2 separate regions of the Rattus norvegicus genome follow, and region 2 is linked to region 1. The links are chromatin contacts, called in public Hi-C maps. All regions are on one chromosome and are shown on one strand. Each heading gives the region's core, a stretch centred on a gene start, on an enhancer-like site or on the middle of the called end of the contact. The rest is flanking DNA. Distances are from core to core; before and after follow the strand shown. Region 1 holds the start of Hes7 (hes family bHLH transcription factor 7). Region 2 holds the start of Kdm6b (lysine demethylase 6B).

The links. A called contact is a pair of places that touch in the nucleus more often than the background predicts.
Region 2: a Hi-C map of liver shows a contact between it and region 1, with 2.4 times the contacts expected there. The contact joins the promoter of Kdm6b here to the promoter of Hes7 in region 1. A contact is called at or near these places in 1 of 12 Hi-C or Micro-C datasets (liver) and 1 of 1 datasets of contacts at active chromatin or transcription factors (oligodendrocytes).

Annotation. Positions count from the first base shown.
Region 1 is chr10:54,320,427-54,325,694 of GRCr8, forward strand. Hes7 (hes family bHLH transcription factor 7) reads left to right here and starts at 2,545. Exons shown (of 5, transcript NM_001401553.2): 1 at 2,545-2,680; 2 at 3,024-3,090; 3 at 4,948-5,043. The coding sequence starts at 4,948. Trnag-gcc2 (transfer RNA glycine (anticodon GCC) 2) reads right to left here and starts at 2,446; the gene lies at 2,376-2,446. It overlaps LOC103693354 (a long non-coding RNA gene), which reads right to left. Exons shown (of 3, transcript XR_005490654.2): 2 at 3,928-5,019; 3 at 2,287-3,557.
Region 2 is chr10:54,638,021-54,643,288 of GRCr8, forward strand. Kdm6b (lysine demethylase 6B) reads right to left here and starts at 2,994. Exons shown (of 24, transcript NM_001401950.1): 1 at 2,841-2,994. It overlaps Dnah2 (dynein, axonemal, heavy chain 2), which reads right to left. Exons shown (of 88, transcript NM_001100676.1): 84 at 5,136-5,250; 85 at 4,352-4,528; 86 at 4,186-4,260; 87 at 3,892-4,042; 88 at 3,430-3,768. The coding sequence ends at 3,614.

The DNA.
Region 1 (5,268 bases), core at 1,295-3,794:
ACAAAGATATATTTAGAACAAAAGAAAAAATACAAGACTAGGCAATAAGAAGTAATATTTAGAACAAAGCAAAGAGTGTAATGGTTTACATCTTTGAAAAATTGACACTGGGCAGTGGTGGTGCACGCTTTTAGTCCCAGCACTCCGGAAGGCAGAGGCAGGCAGACTCTGAGTTTGAGGCCAGCCTGGTCTACAGAGCAAGTTCCAAGACAACCAGGGCTACACAGAGAAACTGCCTCGAAAAAGTAATATTAAAAATAGAAGCTGACAAATAGAGGGGGGAAACTCTGGGTTCAATCCTCAATACTGGGAGATAAGATTCTGACAAGCCGTCAGGGACATAAAACAACAAGAAAAGCAAGACCCTGTCTCAAAAATAGGTACATGGTGATCGTAATGATAACTGATATCCAATAAGTCTAACGCTGACAAATGCCAGAAAAGCAACTAACTCCCGGCAGACCTCTACAATGGTCTCTACAGACTGCCTACCTACTTTGTATATTTCTTTTTCTCGGTGTATATGAGCAATTTACAGAATTCTATAGGCCCTACGAACACCTTGTTGGAACTTTCCCCAGACTATTTTCCGGGTCCTTCAACTGCATTAGCTTCATGGTGAATCAGCCTTGCACTTGAAATTCTTGTGCCCTCTCCACCCCCCAAGGCTTTCAGCCTGCTGGGAAAGCCTATTTTCTTAAATCAGTAGGTTTGTTTATCTAGCTTCTTCAAAACGAGCATTTCGCATAGTTCTCATCAAATGGCCTGTAGCACTTCTGATGCCCGTGGGAATAACCTGGATCTGGGGCGGGGCTGGAGATGGGTGAGTTGATGTCAGATGGGGGTGTGTGGAATCAGCTTCAGTAGCAGGGGAGACCCCTTTCCCGTCGAGAGCTTGGGAGATGGAGAGCATGATGTGGGAAAGTGGGGCTCTCTAATTGCTGCACTTTCTTAGAGAACAAATGGCTCAAACCAGGATGCTAACTGGAAAGTAGACTTTGTTGCCACGGCTGGCCTTGAACTCTTCACTACACTTAGATTAATCCCCAAGCTTCCAAAATCCTGTGAGCACAGGACTTGTTCATTTTGCTTGGACTCACGGTTGACCATGCTGAGATACTGTCACCACCGTGAGGTTGCTTCTGACTACTTCAACCAAACTAGTACTTCACTGTCACATCTTTGCAATTATCCTTACAACCATGTGAAATTATCCTATTCAATTTTCTGCCTTCTTGGATGTTTCCTGTCCCCCACACCACCATCCCTGCCAATAATGTACGTTGCAGGAGAGCCTCTGAGCCAGTGTAACCAACCCGAAAGCCTAACAAGAGAGGTCACATGGCAGGCACACACAGATTTAGGCTGAATGGGTAAATGTACCAGTTGGGCTCACAGAGATGCCAAGACTGTTTACTTTTCTCTTAGGGCCACGGCCCCTGCTTGGAGCCGAGAAGGGGAGAGTTGTCACTGACACATTCCGAGACCGTGCTGAAACTTAGAGGACACAGCCCAGAGAAGAGAGGAAGGCTTAAACCGGAATTCAGACTGTGCGAGCCTGAGAAGGCCAGAAGGAGGGGCGCAGAGGGTGGCGGAGAGCTCAGGAGGGGAGCGGAAAGCCCGCGCAGGGCGTCAGGGCCCCCGGGTCGCTCACAAGTGGTCCCGGCAGGTGGCCGTGCCGGGTCCCGCCCTTCCCGGGCGCGGCGCGTGCGGGATCAAAGCTGCCGGCAAGGGGCGGGCCAGGGAGCTGCAGGGAACTGGGGGTGCGAGCGTGGGAGCGCAGGGTCGCCGGAGGCGACAGGGACCAGGAAAGAGGACGAAATAACGGGGAGAGGCCCAGAGAGGGAGCAGCAGAGGAACGTGAGACTCAGAAGCCGGAAAGAACTCCCTAGACCCGGAGAGACCCCAACAGAAGTCGCCGAGAGATCTGAAGAAACTATCAGAGAGATGGAGTTTCTGAGAAGTGCTCAGGGACCTGAAAAAAGCGGAAAACTGAAATGCCACGATTGGACCTGGGGAAAAGGTGCTTCAGCGAACAGAGAATGAAAGGGAGAAAGGAACAGGGAAAGAAAGACCAGGAAGTCCTGGTCTTCCCCTGATGAGGAAGGAGAGGACCCCTGGACAGGGATACCAGTTCCCTGTCCTTTCTCAAGGTGGCGCCTCTGGAGGTGCGGACAATGATGTGTGTCGAGGCCCCCAGGGTTAAGGGTAGGTTGTGAGGACCTGAGGAGTCACTGACTTCTGGAACGTCCAAGCCGGCCACAGAATCAAAACACTACATTTTAGTTTTGGTTGAAATCTTTAAAAAAGAAAACTTGCTTGATGTGCCGTCAATTTTATTTTCCCCTAGTTGGGGAGGAATAAAAGGCAGCATATGCATTGGCCGGGAATCGAACCCGGGCCTCCCGCGTGGCAGGCGAGAATTCTACCACTGAACCACCAATGCAGATGAGTTACCGCTTCGTAACAAGCCTATGTGAACCGGTCAGAGGCAGAGTCGATCTTGCGCTTACTTTTAGGTGTGGGAAAAGGTTGTACAGAATGATTGAGGTGGGTGGAGCGCCAGGCCATTCTTTCTCTTCGTCGGATCCGGCCACCGGGCCATAAAGTCATTCCATATGGCCAGGGGCGGCCCCACACCCGGGTGCAAACTGCCTCAGGCCCCGAGCCTCACGTGCAGGTGAGAAAAACTCAACCCCAATCCTGGTTCCCAAGGAGGGGGGCGGTGGGGCCTACTGGGGCCACACATCTGTGCTCCCATTTGGCTGAAGCAGAGGAAGGTGGGATGTACTGAGGGCCCTAACCCAAATGGGAGCCCCTTTCTCAAGTACCGGGCCCCTCCTGCTCTGCCTTTGGCAAGTCAGCCTCTGGTAGAAAAACCTCTCAGGATGTGGAGGGCCTCTGGGAGGAGGCTCTACTCTCTGACGCCACAGCTACCTTCTGGCTCGGTTTGTAGCCCCGTCTTTATTACGTCTTTCCCCCCTGTCTTCATGTCACGTTAAATTTCGGTTTTACCTTCTCAGGCACTTCGTCCTGAAGTCTCCAGGTGTTGACATATCCTTCTGCAGAGGGTCATGCTTTTGGTTTGAGGTGGGTGCGGATCCCCTTTTGCAACCAACCCTTTCTTGTCCCTTTAGCAAATCTCACGTCTCTCTGCTCCCCTACACTCACTAGAGGCCTCCAGAAGCAAGTAACTCTGGTGCACCCGTATGAGGTTTTCCTGCCAGCTATGCCAGCTATCCTGAATTTAGTTTTAAACCAAAGTCTTGTAAATGGAAAGATTTTTTCACTTTTACTTATACTTTAAAGACTTTTTTTTCTACAAGTATCCTTTATCCTCCCTTAGTCCATCCATCCTTAAGAAAATCTGTTCCAGGGGACTCAAGTCACTCTCTTCTACAGTATCTTTAGAATCCGTTTGGCGGCAGATTCTTATTAGTCTGCAGGGCTAAGTACTGGAGTTATTGTGGGGATTGAGCAGAAGGGACAGGTACAACGGCGTCTTTTCCCACAGCCAGCCAGTAGAATCCGGCAGATCTGCTCTGCACCTTTAGGGGCTGGGAGAAGATTATGATATTCAGCCTGGAGGCTGAAGCGTGCTAACACTTCAGTGTTGGTGGGGTTATAGTGAACCTCCAAGAAATCTACTAGTCTAGGAGATTCCCAAATTTTATGCCTAAGTGAGTTCGGCCCAGTTCACTTAGACTCCCTTCCCCTGATATTCTCCTCCCTCCAGTTGGGTCCCGCCTTATACAGCTTTATGGTCCTTAAAGCAGCCTGTGGTCCCTTCCTCCCCTCACTTCCCACACTTGGGGCTAATTCCTCCCCTTCCCCTCCCCCCTGCCTTTCCGGGAGCCTCGTGCCGGGGGTCCTTGTCCTGGGCATCCAGGAGCTGAAGGGGGCGGGGCCGGGCCCTAGCCCTCCTACCCTGCAGCGGCGGGATATAAGGATCTAGGCAGCACGCGCTGGGTCCACCGAAGGGTCTGGAGGAGCAATGGTCACCCGGGAGCGAGCTGAGAATAGGGACGGTCCCAAGGTGAGAGGTGGGAAGGGAGGAAGATAGGGCCCCTGTTCTGGCCAGAGGACTCAAAGGTTCTAAGGACCGAGGTGCTCGTGCGACCCAAAGAACCTGTAAAGTATAAAGAGGACAGGGTCAGAGCCGAACTTGGGCGGGCCGAGGTCTAGGAGTTTGCATTATTGTGGGCTGCGGCTTGTGGCCTGGAAAGTGCCAGAATTTGGGCATCGTGGCCTATTCTAGGGCTCGGGAAGCTGAGGCAGGTGGATTATCGCAAGTTCGAGGCCATGGAGTGCGTCCCTACAAAAATAACGAAGCTATACTATGACAACATAAGATAAACTAGAGGACAGAGCTGGAACAAAAAAGAGGAAAGGCTATGGCCACTGTCTCTAAGCGCCTGGGAACCCACATCTGACTCAAAGAGAAGACTTTTGAGTCTCTGGTTCCAGAGGTGCGAGGCCGCGTGAGGGAGGTATTAGGAAAACGAGTGGCGACTTCTAGGCGACTGTCTAGAAGGGTTTGAGCGAGAAGGGGAGGTGGGGTCGCACTACGTGTCTACTTTTCACTTTAGGTCTGTATCGCGCAGCACAGTAGCTCGGGGGCAAAGAGTGTCCCTAAAGTTCTTCACTGATACACAAAGAGGGAGCCCACACCAGACAGAGATATATAGAGAAAAGAGGAGTGTCCTAGAAGGGCGAAGTGAGGAGAAAGCTGAATACAGAAGGGGCAGGGGCAGGGGCAGGGAGAAGTGGGCGAGCCACTGAAACCGACTCAAGGGTACTGGGAAGTAGGAGGGAGTGAGAGTGAACGAATGGGATTTGGGAGAAGGGGCGCATGGGGGTGCTTTCCCAGCGGCAGGGTCGGACGCTCGCCTGGCGGCGCTGAGTCTCGGTCCGGTCGGCCCGCTCTTCCTTTCCCGCTGGTCACAGATGCTGAAGCCGTTGGTGGAGAAACGGCGCCGGGACCGCATCAACCGCAGCCTAGAAGAGCTGAGGCTGCTGCTGCTGGAGAGGACCAGGGACCAGGTCAGTTCCACCGCTGGCTCTTAAGCACTTTGTCCCTGTGTCCCAGAGCTTTCCACTGGGGTGGGGGGACATAGCTGCAGTGGTGAATCTGGTCCCAGGGCATCCTGACCCAAGCCTGCTCCTTGAAATCCCATCCCAGACCCCCCACCTCTCGCTCTCAGAATTTGATCTTCTCCACCTTGCTGGTCTGTAAGTTTCCTGTCTGGCTCCGTAAACTGAGCTCCC
Region 2 (5,268 bases), core at 1,744-4,243, 320 kb after region 1:
ATGACACTGGGCCATGCAGCAGGTGGGAAAGTAAAAAGACTTCCCGGAGATTCTTCCTAGGGCGAGAGGGAGGGAGTACGGGGGTTGGGGTGGGGGTAGTAGTAGGGACTGGAGAGGAAGTTTTTCATGGCAATCTAGGAAGAAGAGAAAAAAAAGACCGAGACTTCTCTCAAGCCAGCAAAGGGGCAAAGTCTTTCACGCCACACCACACCCGCGCCCCTCCCCCTCACTAAACTCCAGGCCAGGGTTTCCCACCTGCAGGATGCTAATGCCAAGGGAAAGGAAAGGAGAAAGAGATGGCACGGGACTGGAACGGGACTTCGGGCAGAGGTGGGAGGGGATGGAAACGGGAGGAGATCGCATTGCCTGGCAACCGTCCCGGGGCACGTGCACTGGTGACATCATCCCAGGCCACCTAGAACACAGACCTTTGACTCCTACCAGGGCGAAGAAGCTGCTGTCTGGCTACGTTTCCTGAGAAAATAGCTTTAAGAATTCTAGAACCCAAAAAGGAGACGAAGGAGGGAACCCAGGCGTCCTGCCTTATCTCTATTAACCCCAGCAGAACTAATCCTAGGGAATCCGGTCATTCGCCTGCCTCCTCCTCTCAGCCTCCAGCCTTGACCTCCCAACCCACATTTCTGACTGTCCCGACACGCCCCTCGGAAATACTGTGCCTTCTTTCTTCTGGGCTTGATCCCTGGTTAGGGGAGGGAGACTAAGGACCGGGCACCAACCAAGTCCCGCGGGACTCCGTCTGCTATCTGCAGGATCCCTTGTGCCCCAGCTGGCCGCCAGCCGGAATCTGTCTGGGTCCCCAACTCTCCCGCCCCTCCCGCGCTGTTCCAGGGCGGAGTCTGTGGAGTTGAAATCAGGACACGCCGAGAGGAAGAGTTATATAACCCTCTGGAGAAGCAGAGAAGGACGAGTGGAGACGGGGACAGACAGCCCGAAAGGAGCCAAGGGAGGTGTAAAGAACGCCAGAGCGTGCTACAAGGAAATGTTAAGGAAGGGAAGGGAAAGGTTTAGTTTGCCTATCAAAAAGCATAAAGGGCATAATGACCCTCTGGCCAAGAAGGTCCTGGGCCTCAAGGGGCTTCTTACAGTGTCCTGCCGGGTCACAAACTGCAGCTAGGTCTGGGTGGGTTAAGCCTTAGGAAGGGGCGCTTGTACCCACTCCCTTTCTTTTGTGGAAACAACCTAAGCTAGAGCTCGGGAAAGCCGCTACTGAGCCTAGGGGGCCCGGAAACCACAGCTCCGCCCAGCCCACCTGGGAGCTTGGGGCGCCAGCTGGGGGTGGCAGTGGGGAACACTGTTAGCGGGCCTTCCCTTGAGAGGCTGACATTAACAGTCGACTCCCGGTTAAAGAGCCCTAACCCACCCAGACGTCTGGGCCCACAGGGGTTGAGAAACACAACCTTGGACTAGTTTGCAAACACAGACTGACGACCTGAGGCAAGGGGGGGGGGGGGCTTGCGAAGACTCGCCGCGCAGGCGCAAGAGACTGTCTGTGCCTGGGCGGTGGAAGGGGTTGTACAGGGAGTGAAGCGTGTGGGAGTGCACGTGCGGATCCTGGGTAGCCACCGCCTCCCCCCCCCCCCACCTCCTCCCTTCCCCTTTATTCAGTCTCTCTATAATGACAGCTTCCCATTGGTCACTAGGGCCCTGACGTAGTCGACGTCCGCTAAAGCGGATTGGACTGGAGTGAGTGAGTTTGGGAATCTGGAGGTGGACGTTCGTTGGCCTGTTACTCTGGCAACTGGGCAAACAACCCTTGCGAGCAACGGAGATCCGACCCGCTTTAATCTGAACGACCACTGGGTCCATTCCTATCGCACCTCAGTTACTTCTTTTCTCTCGGAGTTCACATCGCCCGGAACTAGGTGTTCTGTCTTCGACCTTCCCCACACTCTAGCTCCCCCACCCCAAGACACACTCACAGGCCGCAACAAGTCAGAAACGAATCTACAGTTTAGTGACCACCTCAACCCACATGCCACTTCACCAGTGTTTATTCTAGGCCGAAAAAACATAGTGTCTAGCCCTGTCCCTAGCTTCTGCTCTTTACCCATATGCTTACAATTTCCCGGGACAGGGGCGGGTGCCAGACAGATGACAGGGAATCAAAGGAACCTCACCGAACCTTTCTCAGGGGTACGTGTCACAGCTATATCCCCCAAGACGCATGACCCTCAGCTCTGCTGGGCGTCTCATCCTCGCCATCTCGTGGCTACGTGGGAGAAAGGGCCAGAACCCAGTGAAGGCTAAGGATCTGAAGACGGAAAAGTGAGGAGGGCACCGGGGACTAGGGGAACGAATCAGGCGAGGCGGAAAGCAGAAGGTGCGGTGGAGTGGGGTGAGACGGAAAAGCTACCGCTCCTGGAGAGATGGTGAAAGTCAAGAATACATACACGTCTCCCCGGGGGAAAGAGCTGAAGGAAGCCTTCAAGTGGGCCTGTAACTGGAGGCTCACTTTGCCTGATCAATTTTGACCTCTGTGAGCCAGCCCCTAGGCTTAGAGCTATCCGCAAACTGACCTTATAGTCTTGTTCCTCAGGACTGCTAAGCCCCGCCCTAGTGTCAACTCCCCATCCCAAGCGGGACTGGGATTACTTTTAGGCCCTCTTGACCTTTAGAGCCAAGACCACACTTTTTCCACTACCTTTACCTTGTTCGCTTTTGGAGGACTTGGATGTCCTGCGTCCCCACTTTGCCATTGCTTTTCACAAGACTCAAATGCCCATCCCTAGCCCGACCTCTCTAGAGTCTGACGTCCCGCCCCTCCCCCTTGCAAGGAGATGGTCTCCCTCTTTCCAAAAGTCCTTGAGACTCCCCATTACCTGGTTCTGGGGGTCCCAGATATTCAAGATCTTCAAGGCCTCTTGGGGGTCGAGCGGCCCCCCCTCTCCCAGAGAGGGGTTGGGGGGGCCACTCTACCCCGTGGCGCAGTTTGATTTTCCAACACAAACACCCGCACCCGCCCCCCTTCCACAGCCCCGCCCCCGATTCGTGGTCCCGCCCCTCGGCGCTGAAGTCCCTCTCTCCGGCTCCGCCCTGTCCTCGGTCCCGCTCCCCTCAGCTGTAGTTTCAGATAAGAATTCCGGGTAAGGATTGCGAGGCTTAATGAGGGTGCAGTGTATGGAGCCCATCCTGGACCCTTACCTGACAAATCTCTATTCCATTTGGATCCCGCGCCCTTCCAAAGCAAGCCCCGCCCCGCCTGCTCAAATCCTTTCCTGGAGTCACACCTCCTTTAGGCCTGGCTGGCAAGTAGTTCAAGGCCACGCCTCCTCTAGAGGCCACCCCACTTCCCCCTTTCAGTTCTGGCTGTAGCTGCTCCTTTCCAGTATTAAGTCCCAGCTTCCCTCCCTCCCTCCCGTTTCCCCCACCCCGCAACACACACTAAAACATCATTAAGAGACTTGGGGCTTGGTTTTGCACGTATTTTACTGCGCTGAGCTCCAAAATAAGTCTTCCACCTATACCGCTAGCGCTACTAGGTACCGCCAGGGAGTCGTTATATGCTGGATTCAGCTAAGATCAAAGCCTGAGATCCAGCTTTAGTTCAAGGTCCTGGGTCTTCCGACCCTCTGGAACAGGACAGAATGGTCCATCAGTTGTCCAGGCTCATCAGCAGAGCAGTGCCCCTCTTAATCCAGTGGTCAGATGTCATGGCTCCAGATCGGAGATCGATGCCTATGACAAAGGAGGCTCGGTCTGCGCTGCCTGCCCGGTTGGGGTAATAATAGCACGGACAGGAATACATGCCTGGGGGAGAAGAGAAGAAATCAGATTCGGAAGCCTGGAAGATGAGAGCAGGGACATTTGAGGACTGAGCAGAGAGGATGGGTTAGTATCCAAACAAGAGATGGGGAGGGGACAGTTTCCCACCCTTGGCACTTTTCTTTCGGCTCTCTGCTGGACGGAAGTGGATGGTGGGCATGAGGCAGACCAACTGCATGGGCTCTGCCTCCACTAAACAAGAGTTCTTCCGGTCCCAGCCAGCACCCTCCAGGTACAGGCCCCGAACCCAGACGCCGTCCTGGAGAGAGATTGAGACCGAGTTGGGGAAAAGATCCTAAGTTGACAATACTTTTGACCTAACTCCTCTATCCTCCACTTCTTCCCGACTAGCTTCCCATTTTTGCTTCCATTTCCCTCCTCATCCCGAGCTTGTCCTCCCACCTTGGGTGGGTACACCAGGTTGCTGTCGTCCACGGTGGAAACTATAAACTCCCAAGAAAGGCTGTCCACTGAAATCTGTGGATTGAAGGCAACAATGAAGGAGGCCCCCAAAGAAGAAAGAAAACCAATCCCATTCCTAGCCTGCCTCCCGGCTCTGGGCACTCACATTGTTTTGTCGAGCAGCAGATTGCAGCACAGCAGTAAGGAAACCAGTAGGGAAAGTAAAGCCGGACAGCCAGAAGAGCACAGGAGGGTGGGCTCGATTGGCCCATGTTTCAAACTGTTCCACACGCACAGCCAGGTCCCGGGTCCATGACGCCAAAGGCTTCTGTGAGGGATATACCTGAGAAAGGAGGGAGTGCATGTCCCTCTGTCCATGTTGCTTTTATTCAGAACACCTGGGGCATCACCAACTACAGTTAGCCAAAGCTCTCCAAAAGTTAACTCCCAGGGGAAAAGCATAGAATAGCAACCACTTAATAATAATACCACTACAAGATTATCCTTTATCCAAAATGCATGAGGCCAGCAGACTTTCAGATTTCTCATGGGTTCTTCAGGGTGCCCGTGGAATATTTGCATAGACTACTGGTTGAGGATCCCTAATTTGAAAATTAATAATCTGAAGTCTTTTGAGCATTGTGTTTGGTACTCAGAAAGGTTCATATTTTGGGCTTTTGAATGAGGGATGCTTGCTCCACAGTGACCAGGTACCTGTTGAGTGCCATGCACAGTATTTGGGGTTGGGGAGTATCTTTGAAATACCTTTGGGAAAATTAATGTGACTACATCTGTTCTGTAGTCAGTGGATGTTGGAACCAGATCTCAACACCTTGAACCTGTCTGGACTGGAACTCCAGGCTCTTTGAAGTCCACTACATGCCTCCCGAGGATGAAGTGAAGAGAGGTTCAGGGTTAGGATTGCCAGTGTGGGGGACAGGGAAGCTTGCCTTTCCCCACAGCGGAGGGACATGAGCATCAAATATGCAGTTGAAAATCTCTTCCAGGCTTGTTGACATGACAATGAGGCCCTGGATACCCTTCTCTAAGTCTGTCAGTGAGAACCTGAGTAGAATGAAGTGG